2 separate regions of the Oryctolagus cuniculus genome follow, and region 1 is linked to region 2. A link is a contact called in public Micro-C data. All regions are on one chromosome and are shown on one strand. The core of a region is the stretch at or near the end of the contact, and the rest is flanking DNA. Distances in the headings are between cores, read along the strand shown. Region 1 holds the start of CYREN (cell cycle regulator of NHEJ). Region 2 holds the start of AGBL3 (AGBL carboxypeptidase 3).

Region 1 (6,255 bases), core at 2,391-4,890, 130 kb before region 2:
GTGACCCGTGGGTGTCCTGTGCAGCAGGACTGACAGTATGTGTTCGCTCCTGGTTCCCCAGGAGCTTCTGAGTGCCCAACGTGCGCGGGACTGTGGAGAGCAGTGCTCCTGGGCTCGGGGCCTCCCCTGGCCACACTGCAGGGGAGAGCTGGCCAGGACCCTGCGGTCCCCAGCCGGGGAAGCGACCCCAAACAAATCAGCAGGTGCAAGAGCCCGTGTCAGGTCGTGATGAGCGATGCTTAAGGGCGCACCCGGGGCAGGTGCAGGAGTCACAAGCGCAAGGCAAGCTCGTGGTGGCAGAGAAAGTCCCTTCCTGGCAGAGGCTTCCCAGGGGAGCTTGTGTGCACCTGAGACGGACCAGCTGGAGTCGGGAAGGAGGAAGGCCTGCCTGGTCCGAGCCGGTGTAAACAGACTCGGGAAAGACAGGCCTGCCCCCCCCCGCCCCGGCGGGTAAGGTGGCTGGGTTTGTAAGTGGCGTCTGCTGCCTGTCTCTCCTCTGTCCGCTTGCAGTTAGGTGGTGATGAGAAGGTCCTGGAGAGCTGCCTGAGCCTGGGTGGCCACCGGGCCCCCGTGGTCACCGTGGACTGGAGCACCGCCATGGACTGCGGGACCTGCCTCACCGCCTCCATGGACGGCAAGATCAAGCTGACCACGCTGCTGGCCCATAAGCTCTGACGGACGTGGCCCGAGCGGCACCAGGGAAGCAGTGTTAGCCTGGGCGCCCTGTGAATCCGCAGGGAGAGGTCTTCCGCGGGGCTCGGGCACTGCCCAGCTGCCGTGACTGGAGGGGAGCCCGTGCAGGAGGAGGCGGGCGCTTCCCAGAGACCAGTGCGGTGGGCTGTGCCGGGAGCAGCCTTTAGCGTGCGGGAGGAAGCGATGTGACGGTGGCTGCTGTGTTGGCCCAGGAGAGACGGACAGTATTTTGTATATATTTGCTCACTTTTTAAAAAAAAAATTCTGTGGTCACCTGGTGTGTCTCTCTAGGACATGTGTGTCCCGTCACTCTGGTGGTGGTCGGCACTGGGCTGCCTGGCCCCGCAGCCCCACGGGGGACTGCGCCTGCCTCTCTGGCCACGGCCGAGCCTCGTGGGCATCGGGTCTGCCTGTTGCTCTGCTGTGGGTGTGGGATGTGGGCTCCCTTTCTTTCCACCGGGTGACACAGTTTTGCGGTTGTCGCTTCTCTGGGCACTCGGGTCAAGGCCAGTGTGTCCTCTTGAGCTGGCAGCGTTGGCTACAGAAGCCTCTCTGGGAGAGGCAGGGCGGAGGGCTGTGCTGCTGGCTGCCCCTCGCCATCTACCTGGCTGCTTTTCCCAGTATCACTTGGGGTTGACCAGCCCCAGCTGCCTGCGCCCTCTGCTGGTGGGTAGTGAGAGGGTCTGAGCAAGCTGCCAAGTGGCTGGGCAGACAGGGGCTCAGGCTGGCACAACTCCGGCTGAATGCACACCTCTGCCCAGGCCTACCCTCTCCACCCAGGGTCTTGAAGAGGCCAATCCTTCCGTTAGGTCGGCAGTAGCAAGAGATCCACCCTTCTCCCTACAGCTGGGACAGGGGGCCTGGGAGGAGCCAGAGTGGCCATGGTGGGTGTGGGCTTCGGGCTCCGTGGTCACCGAGCTCCGGAAGGCTGCCATTGCAAGCTTCTTGAAGAGGCTTTTCGGAGCGTCTGGGCTCCAGCCCAGTTCTGGTCACGCGCAGCTGGAGTGGGGCACCTGCTGGTTGTCGGTTTGGGGAAGAGCACACAGAAATCTACACTAAAGCTCCTCTGGGAGTTGGTGAAGACAGGAGGCAGCATGGACGTGGCCTGTGGGTGGTCAACGTGAGGCTTCATGGTAAGCAGTCACCCAGCCGTTTCTGCACAGCTCTACCCCGGTAAAGCCCTCCAATGATGCAAGGCAAGGCTTCTTCCTCCATCATTTTCCCTACGTGTTGTACACGAACGGCACCCTTACTTATCTCACGGAGTGATTTCCTAGGGCATTAAAAGTACGCCTGGGTTGTTTTTATTTGAAAGGCAGAGTTACACAGCAAGAGAGGAGAGACGGCGGATCCTCCATCTGCTGGTTCACTCCCCAAATAGCCACAACAGCCAGGACTGGGCCTGGCTGAAGCCGGGAGCCAGGAGCTTCCTCCTGGTCTGCCATGTGGGTGCAGAGGCCCAAGCACTTGGGCCATCCTCCACTGCTTCCCCAGGCCCTTAGCAGGGAGCTGGATGGGAAGCAGGGCGGCTGGGACTCGAACCAGCAGGCATATGGGGTGCTGGCATTGCAGGCAGTGGCTTAACCCGCTAAGCCACGGCGCTGGCCCCGTCACGTCAAATCTTACACTTCTGTCTCCTTCAGAACACCTGCTGTGCACCCACTCAAGACCCCCAGCGAGGCTCCTCCATTCATTCTCCTGAGGAAGGCAGCGCAGAAGAAAGCCATCAAGCCGGGACATTCCTCAGCCCCCTGAGCCTGCGCACCTGTCCAGGTGTGGACCTTCCACTCTGGCCCGGGCTCTGCTGGGAGCCTCACAGGCGCCCTTCCCTTCCCTCCACCCCCTCCCCGTGACCTGCCCTGTGGCACGGCCCGCAGCTGCTTCAGGAAGTACCTGTCCCTGGTGGGATGACCCAGTGGATCTAGGAAAAATGGTCATGACCGTGTGCAGTAAGTCTTGTGGCTTTCATCAACAAAACAGGGGCTTCAGGCTGTGGACCCCAAGCCACGTAAATCACATGGCTCCACTTCCTTCCCCCTGCCTCGTGTCTGCTTGTGGACAAGGCTGGTTGTGGGGACGCCCAGGCTTCCTGCTCACAAGCCTGGTCGGCCGTGGGGGTGCAGCTGTGCTAACGGCAAGTGTCCACGCCCCTCCACCCCAGCCCGGTAGACTAGCTCACAGCTTGTAGGATCCAGGGCTACGTCCCTGACCTACACCTGCCTGGTGCGGAGAAGGAGCAGGTTCCTCCCCAGTTGTGCCTGCGTCCTGGACAGGCGGACTTGACCCAGTGGAAGCCTAGCCGACCCCCTACCCGGGCTGGCTGGTTTATCTCACGAAGTCTTGATGTATTTCAGCTTCCCTAGGATCGCGTATGCTGTTCGGGAAGAGCAGAGACCACGGTTTAGAGAAACGAAAGGCTCCGCTCCGGAAGAGGGCGCCGCGGGCCGTGCAGCGCGAGGGGTCTCCAAGCTCTGGGCACCTCTGCCTGTGGCCCGATCTCCTGGGGGCAGGTGGTATCGGATCTCATCATCCCAGTCCCTTAAAAGGTAGAAGGGGGAGGGCTCTGTGCGAGAGCCCCCGCCGCCCACTTGCCCTCCAGCTCCCTACTAATGCTCGGAGAAGGGCAAGTGCCATGGCCCAAGAGCCTGGGTCCCTGCCACCCACGTGGGAAACCAACACGGGGTTCTGGTTTCGGCCTGGTCCAGCCGCAACCATTGCAGTGATTTGGGGAGTCAACCGGTGGATGGGAAATTCCCCCACGCCCCACCCCCACACTCAGGCTTTCAATCTGTAAGGGCGGGGGTGGGGAAGCACTCAGGACTTGAAGGTTGGACACGCCCACTCTAAGATAAGCAGAGACTGTCTCCTCCTCCCTGTGGCCCGCCAGGGAGTCCCCGGGGGCTGTTGAAAACAGATCCCCCCTGGCCTTCCCCTAGCTTCTGATTCGAGGACCCGGGAAGTGGCACTTCCTAAAGCCGACGCGTTTGGGCGGGGGAGGCGGCGGGGCCCCGCCTCCCTGGCTTCCGCGGAGGCGGGGATCGCGCCGGAAGGAGCAAGGCCGGGCGGCGGGTGCAGGTGGGCGCCGGAGTCCTGGCAGGGCGCAGATTCCCCCTCCCCCCTCCCCAGATCCCACATCAACCGCCTGGAGTCTGCCGGCCCCCGGGCCCCGGAAGCCCAGCAGGGGCCTGAGACTGGGAGGGGGGCGGCGGGCTGGCGGCTGCAGCACTGGGGCATCGGCGCGCCCGCGGGCTGTGGGTCGGAAGTGGGGCGCTGGCCCTTCCCGCGTCCGCTGGGCCCGCGAGGCTCACGTGGGCCGTGCAGTAGGCGAGTTCCCCTCGCGCACGTCAGCCCACCTCTGGGGGCGCGCGTGGCGCGTGTGATGGTTGCGCTGCTCGCTTTGTGGGGGTGGCGGCTGGCAGGGTGCGCGCGCACGGGGCGTGCGGTGGATGGAGCTGACTGCGGTCCTAGGGCTTTTCTGTGACCTTGGGTGCAGCCTGACGGCCTCGCGGTCCCTGGGCTGTGAGGCGGACTTGATGACGTACAGCGCAGGCTTGGATACGTTTCCGTAGGCGGGGGCCCCGGCTCGGTGCGCTTGCAGGGATGGCTTGTGGTGGTCTGCACGCCGACAGAAATGTGGCACAGAGGGCTGTCCTCTGGCCGGCTGAGCATTTTCGGCCACCCGGGGAGGAACCTCTTCCAGGTGCACCCCCACCCCTTCAGTGAGGCCTTTGCCGCGGCTTCTGAGTTGATTCCTGCGTGGAAGGTAGACCCCCTAGGCCCTCTGAGTAACGGTCCCTTCCCCCCAGGATTGAGGGCCTGGAGTGGAATCTGCAAGGGGAGGGGCACAAGGCCAAGTTAGGGCTGAGGCTGGGGGTGCCTGTGCTGGGAGCCAGGCAGAGTTCACTTCCCGACCCTGGCAGTTCGTGTTAGGAAAAGAGTTGCAGATCGGGCCGGCGCCGCGGCTCACTAGGCTAATCCTCCGCCTTGCGGCGCCGGCACACCGGGTTCTAGTCCCAGTCGGGGCGCTGGATTCTGTCCCGGTTGCCCCTCTTCCAGGCCAGCTCTCTGCTGTTGCCCGGGAAGGCAGTGGAAGATGGCCCAAGTGCTTGGGCCCTGCACCCCATGGAAGACCAGGAGAAGCACCTGGCTCCTGCCTTCGGATCAGCGCGGTGCGCCGGCCACAGCGGCCATTGGAGGGTGAACCAATGGCAAAGGAAGACCTTTCTCTCTCTGTCTCTCTCGCTCTCGCTGTCCACTCTGTCAAAAAAAAAAAAAAAAAAGTTGCACATCGGTGCCTCCTCACACGGGGCACCAAATGTTAGGAGGCATGGAATAGAGGAGGCAGTGTACGAAAATACAGCCAGACCAAATTTATCCAGAGAAAAGAAATCCGTAGAGGTGGGGGACCAGCTGCCCGCATGCACCTTGATGGAACACATGGCTGGAGGCCCTGGCACCCAGGGTCCGGGCACTTTTGTATTTGGGGGGGGGGGCAGCAGACTGCGGGAATTCCCAAAACTGGTCTTTAAGTGTTCCAAGCAACCTTTCAGGTGGCTGTGGGGGGTGGGGTATCAAGGCCATAGGATGAGAGACCCAATTGCGATTCAAGGTCAAGGCAAACATTCCACCGTGTATCTCCTTGGGGCAATGAAGGAGAAGGGCGGAGGCTTCTTTGTTGCATCAGTTGGGAGCTTGACCAAGCAAAAGCATCTTCAGGTTCAGGGAGGGGGTGGCGGCCATGGAAACCTTGCTGTGAACCGAGATGGCCCCAGGTTTCTGGTAATGTGGCACCAAGGGGGAAGTGAGGTCTGGAATTGGGGGCAGGGGGCAGGTGAGGGGCTGGCACCTGGGCGGCCAGTCCTGTTTGCAGTGGGGAGCGTAGGGTCACTTCGAGGACCCTGCTGTTTCTCGTGGGAGGACACTCAGCCCTCTACTTCATGGCATGGATCCAGGCAGAGCCTCAAGGCGTAGGGCCTCAGGCACCGGGTGGGGGGGTGCAGGGCAGGCTGCTCTGTCCCTGCACCTGTTGTCTGCCCTGGCCTTGCCTGGCTCCTGGGAGTGGGCCCACTGGGGTCTGGGGCCTGCCCTGCGCTGACCAGTAGTCGTGACTGATGACAGGAAGCGTGCTGTCCAGGTCACTGGGGGTCACCAGACTTTGTCCTTCTCTTTAGACAGTCAAGACCAAGTTCCAATCAGGACAAGTAGCCCTGCCTTTGCTGGGATGCCAAGGGAGTGGGACGTGCTGTCAGCAATGAGAAACGCCCGCCCTTAAGCTTGGGTCCTTGCTCGTCTTCGCCAGAAACCAGAGATGGAGGACTTGGCATCTGGGACCAAGAAGAGGGTCCTTCCGTCCTGGATGACAGCCCAGGCGGTGGAGAAGAGAAAAGCGCCCGTGCACACCCCCAAGAGGAGGAGAATGGCCGCAGTGGCCATGGCCAGGTCAGGACATGCCTGGGAAAATCGGGGGGGGGGTGTGGCTCCCAGGAGCCCCGCTGGGTCTCCCCACGTCGGCAAAGCAGGGAGGTGCTCGGGTGTCCCCCTCTGCCAGTCCAGTGAGCCCCT
Region 2 (5,531 bases), core at 963-3,462:
GACTGCAGGGAGGCAATAGAGTGAAGATTCTTGACACACTTGCGAAAACAATTGACATTAGAAAAAAAAAACAAAGTCATCAACTTAAAGGGTTACATATCATTTGGGAGGGCTTAGTTAGGAACCTTAATTTACATACATGATCATTTTTATTTTAACAATGATGTACTACTATCAGACAAAATATTTTTAAATAATACATTCCCCCTCCTTTCTTCTTCTACATCACTCCTTTGTGACATCAGAGCCACATTAACAGCATCGTGAACAAGGTAGTTTTCAAACAGGTCCTACTATGATACATACTGTGGTGTAACACAATAGAACTAGAACACATAAGAAAATAAGTGGACATGAAATAAAATAAACAACCTTAATAACAACTTAAGTCACATTTTTTTAAAAATCCAGGAGAATCTTGCCCAAAATATTTTCTCAAGAAAACAGTCATGGATGCTGGTTCAAGTTCTGGCTGCTCCACTTCTGATCCAGCTCTGCTATGGTCTGGGAAAGCAGCAAAAGATGGCGCAAGTCCTTGTCCCCTGCACCCAAGTGGGAGACCCGGACTAAGATCCTGGCTCCTGGCTTAAGATAGTCCCAGCTCTGGCTGTTGAGGCCAATTGGGAAGTGAACCAGCAGATGGAAGATCAATCGATATCGATCTCTCTCTCTCTCTCTGCCTCTGTCTCGCTGTAAATCTTTCAAATAAATAAATAAATAAATCTTTAAAAACAAAGCAAAAGAAACTCAGTCATTTAGTTTATCTTTCCTATAGTACATTAAGTACATAGTACTAAGAGCTTAGCTTTTTCAAATTATTTCCAAACTTCAATGACAATGATTTAAACATCAAACTGATTTTAATTGGGAATTTATATCACACAAATAACTATACAGTAAATAAATAATTTATAACACAAAAAATTATTTATCTTAAAATAAGTGAAACATTGAAGGAGACATACTGATTCGTCTTCATCGCTGTTTGTTCTGTCCGAGTAGTCTTTTTCTGAACCTTCTGACATCTCTTTCCGTGTTTGCCTTGAAATTCCTATTATGTGGGTAGGCTGTAAAACAGTGTCTAAGCAACTTGTCTGACAACGTTTAAGCTGCCGGTGTTGGTCATGAGAACTCAAATAGATATTCAATCGCATTTAATCAACAGTGACAGCCACCTGCCTTAAAAATTAAACACCGTGCAGCTAATCAAGCCCTACACCTCCTAGAAGAAAGCTTCCATTACTGGAAAGAGACAACCATCACGAGGCTGACCAAGCCAACAATTTAATTGCAAAAGTTCCCAGAGCACACAGCGGATCATTGACATTCGGTATTTACAATGCAATACTGCACCGAGATAGCGAATTCACTACGGACCAAAGAGAAATCGCTCAGGCACTAACGCAGCGCTAAGATTCTGGGCTCCTCAACTGTCAGCTGCCCCAGAATTCCTGTCTACAGCCTGTCACAGGCTGCTCCAGCAGTCAACTTACGGTGTGTAATTCGTACCGAACGCAACAGCTGCCCCGCAGGGCGGATTGGGCGAGGACCGGCACGCCCCCACGCAGGTGTCTTCCACCCGGCTGCCTCCAAGACAATGCAGCCACCCGAATTCCGTGTCAAGGTTCTAGATTCCCGAGGATCGAAGGCACGCACCCACCCAACCCCACTCGTTTACGCCCCTCCCCACAAAAGCCGTGTTTTAGAGCGTGGTCTACACCGACCACAAGATTCCAAGCCCCGGCGGGCGCCCAGAGCTACAAACGCATCATCGGGGAGGGGAAACACGGCCTCACGGGCGGGACCCTGAGTGTGACCCGACTCCAGTCTCCGTCTGGGGACCCCAACTCGTCGGCAGCACTGCACTGGCACACGTCTACACCCGCGGCACCTCCAGGCGCCGACTCGGACACGCCAGCGGGCGCCCCGCCGGGGTCTGGGGCGTCGGAAGCCCAAGAGGCAACAGCAGGCGCTGGTGGGAGGCACGGAGAAGTCGAGGGGCTCGGCCGCGTTCGCCGCACCCTCGCTGGTGCCGCCGCGCACCCCGGAAGCCGCGGCAGCGCCTGCGAGCGCCCCTTCCTCTCCCGGACGCGTCACCTGCCGGCCGCGGCCGCCCCCCACTGCCGCCCCCAGTCCTCCAGCCAAGTTCTTCTTTCCGTGCGAGGAAGCGTGGGTGCCCACGAGCTCGTCAGTGTCCAGCCACAAGAAGAAAGGCCACTCCAGCAAGCGTGGTAGCCCCGACCCTGTCCTTGTTACCAGGCCGCTCGTTTCCAGGGCAACGGGCCTATCCTCGCGAGACTTTGGGCAGTCTCACGCGCCCGGCGCAGCGGCACTGAGCCTGCGCGCAGCCCTGGCCCGAGGAAGGGGAAACCCCGGGGGATGACGGGAACTAGGGGCAGAGCGGCTGAGCCAGCGCAGAGGGTTTGGCCGGGGGTTGGGGAGCTGGGGTCCGGCGGGAAGGTTTAGGAGTGGGGAGGCGAGCAGCGGGTTTTCCCCGGGCCCTTTCTCAGAGGCGGCAGTGGAGCATACTGGGTAAGACCTGTGCTTTGCAGACCACCTGGCGTTAACAGCGTGCCCTTGGCCAACTTCACTTTTTTTGTCCCGTTTGTATTAGATGTTATTTCTGTACATCACATCCTGATTCCCCCCATCTATAAGTTTGGTGTTCAATTTGGTATATTTGGAACAGTTTTCCAGGTGTAGCAGGAAAAAAACTGTGTACCTATAATATATAAATATATAATATAAATATATGCCCACACGAGGCATATGTGCCATCTGATTTGTGATGTTGTAGAGACAGTATATCAAGTTTGAAAGTAGAATACGGGGCAACGCACTATGACTTAAGCACCGAAATGGGTTAATATCGAGATTTTATCAAGTTTTGAAAATACCAGGTTTTGTTGAAATAGCAGTTTGGAAACTTGGACCTTCCAGTCAGACCTTGACTTGAGAAAATAGAGCATACGTTGGACCAGCGTCTCTTGAAGAACAGTACTTAGAATTGATAGCTGTAGCTTGCTTCATGCCATACATACACACTAAAGGTGACACGCAGAGAATCTCAATATACAGGACCTGTTTTTCGGTTGCATTTTCATCGTGGTTGCACACCATAGGATGTCTGTCAGATGCTCCAAGTGAAGCCTGAGAAAGGAACTGACCAGAGATGTCGGAGCTGGGACCAAGTCTCGTGAATTTACTCCAAATACTTACATATGTCAAGTAATATCCCTTGATCATGTGTCGAGTAATCCTTACAGAGAAAAGTTATCTTAGTGCACCACAGAAATATTTAGAATTTCAACCAAATGTTGAAAGTCATATTCATTCATTATTTCAGTAATTTGGCAAATATTTATTGAGTGCCTACCACTTGTCAAAGACTCTTCTCGGTGTAAGGTATACATATATATATGTGTGTGTGTGTGTGTGTGTGTGTGTGTATTGCAGGGAACAAAGTAGGCATTTTTAATGGAGGTTATGTTCTAGAAGGAAAAAACAGACAAACCAATAATAAAAGTCACTCAGATGATAACTGCTGTGGAGATGAGTAGAGCAGGAACAATGAAGGGCATTGAGTATTGGGGGCAGATGGGTCTTGGTAGGGCTGCTCTTTCAGATGGGGTGGCCAGGGAAGGCATTTGAGCCAAGGGATAAACCAAACCATAAGGACACAGCTAAGGGCAGACCGCCAGGCAGGAGGCACAGTGAATACAAACACCCTGAGAGAAGTTTTAGGAATTATCCCAGGCAGTACTGTTTGGTCAAAGCTTAGCTGGAATTAGTATGGATTTACGGAAAGAGATGTCATAAGGACTTCTTTCTTTTCCAAGATAATTTTAAAATGATTTTCTTAAGCACCTGCTTCTTTTTAACTCTTGGTTAATCTTACTTACTCTCCTATTGCAGACACTTGTATGTACTCGAAATGAAATTCCTTGCCTTTAAGTTAAAGTGGCAGGAAGTCTTGGAGTAAGCTTCCCCCTAGGGCTGTCAGTCTGCATTCCTGTTCCCCTTCCCTGTGGTCTCCCTGGAGAAGATCATGGGACAGGTTCCCTCCACAGCTGGCTTCCATCTTTTGGGAAGGCAGCTTTATGACTGCAGCAACTTTTCCCTGCACGTTTTTGGGGTACATTTACTCTAAGACTGTAGTATAAAAGGCCATCTAATGAAAGTAGATCACTAAGAGAGAAAAAGACAATAAAAACTGTACCCCAGTCAGTTCCTTATAACACCCAAGAAGTTAATGGCCAGGGAAGTCTTCTCACAGTGTGACTGAGATGGCCATACTGGGCCCGAGAGCCCATGATAGCCTAGTGACTTGACCTTGCCCATACTAGTGTGGGATGACCCTATGTAGGACTAAACCTCTTAAACTGGTCCCAAGTTCAACTCTCAAGATCTGTTACAGCCAGTCAGCTCACCACGACTCAGTTCATGGGTCACTACCATAATGACACCTTCCTAATCCCTCTATCAGTAAAATTAATTGTATGTATCTGGAGACTGTGTGGAAGCAATAGTTCCATTTACTTGGAAATGACATGGCAAAGATGTCCCTGCTTGGGTAACAAATAACAGGATAAATCACCTCCACAAAAGAGAATGAATGTGTGGAAGTTGAGTTCCTGGCTCTTGACTTTTTCCTGGCTCAACTCTGGCTGTTCGGGGCACTTCAGCATGAGAAATCTCTCTCTCTCCCTATCTCTCGCCTTTATAATAAATAAAAATAAATAAACTGGCCGAAACAGACAATGCACTCAAATCAAGACCTTGCTGGGGTTATCTCCTATGGAAGAACCACATTTAGGCATTTGAGATCATTTTCCTTGTTCCTTCTTCCACTTGGAGCAGACATGCACAAGGTGAGTAGGAAAAAATCTGCACAACAGACTCATTCCTCATCACACGGAAGACTATAGTATTGTTTCCAAGTTCATATCTTGAATATGTGTATTATAAAATTAATTTTCATTTAATCTTATCAGTGTGGTCCTAACACTATTGACTGTATTTTTATTGTTTCATTTTATACATTTATTTTGATGACAACTATCTTATTGTCTAGACTTATTACACCTATTATTAGTATGTAGCAGTAAAATACTTTTTTTAAATAGTATTTTAGTCAATTCTGTCAATCTTATGTGAAGGACTTAGGAAAGTATTCAAAAGCTCTGAACCCACAAATTAAAACCTTTATGAGAACCTCAGCCTTCAGACCAATAAGTACCATATAAATATGCAAAATTTCTATGAAAAAATATTTTTCGATTCAAATGTAATCACCACTGTCCCCAGGTAGTAAATGTTCTACAAACAAATGGCATGTATTAAATGAATGTCTGTGTTACAAAAGACAGTCTTCAGGCACATAGCACTGCCTTTCCTAGGAGCAAGAGGGGTGGAATGAACCCACAATGGGGGGGCCAGCACTGTGGCGCAGTGGGTTAATGCCCTGGCCTGAAGTGCTGGCATCCCATATGAGTGCCGGTTTGAGATCCAGCTGCTCTACTTCCGATCCA

The links. A called contact is a pair of places that touch in the nucleus more often than the background predicts.
Region 1: a contact with region 2 is called in a Micro-C map of ear pinna, with 4 times the contacts expected there. The contact joins the promoter of CYREN here to the promoter of AGBL3 in region 2. A contact is called at or near these places in 3 of 6 Hi-C or Micro-C datasets (ear pinna, skin fibroblasts and an unstated tissue).

The regions. Positions count from the first base shown.
Region 1 is chr3:170,993,590-170,999,844 of mOryCun1.1, reverse strand. CYREN (cell cycle regulator of NHEJ) reads left to right here and starts at 3,640. Exons shown (of 4, transcript XM_051848972.2): 1 at 3,640-3,768; 2 at 5,865-6,132. The coding sequence starts at 6,002. WDR91 (WD repeat domain 91) reads left to right here. Exons shown (of 15, transcript XM_070071332.1): 15 at 511-966. The coding sequence ends at 675.
Region 2 is chr3:170,859,644-170,865,174 of mOryCun1.1, reverse strand. It overlaps AGBL3 (AGBL carboxypeptidase 3), which reads right to left and starts at 2,212. Exons shown (of 19, transcript XM_008258136.4): 1 at 2,098-2,212; 2 at 966-1,067. The coding sequence starts at 1,025.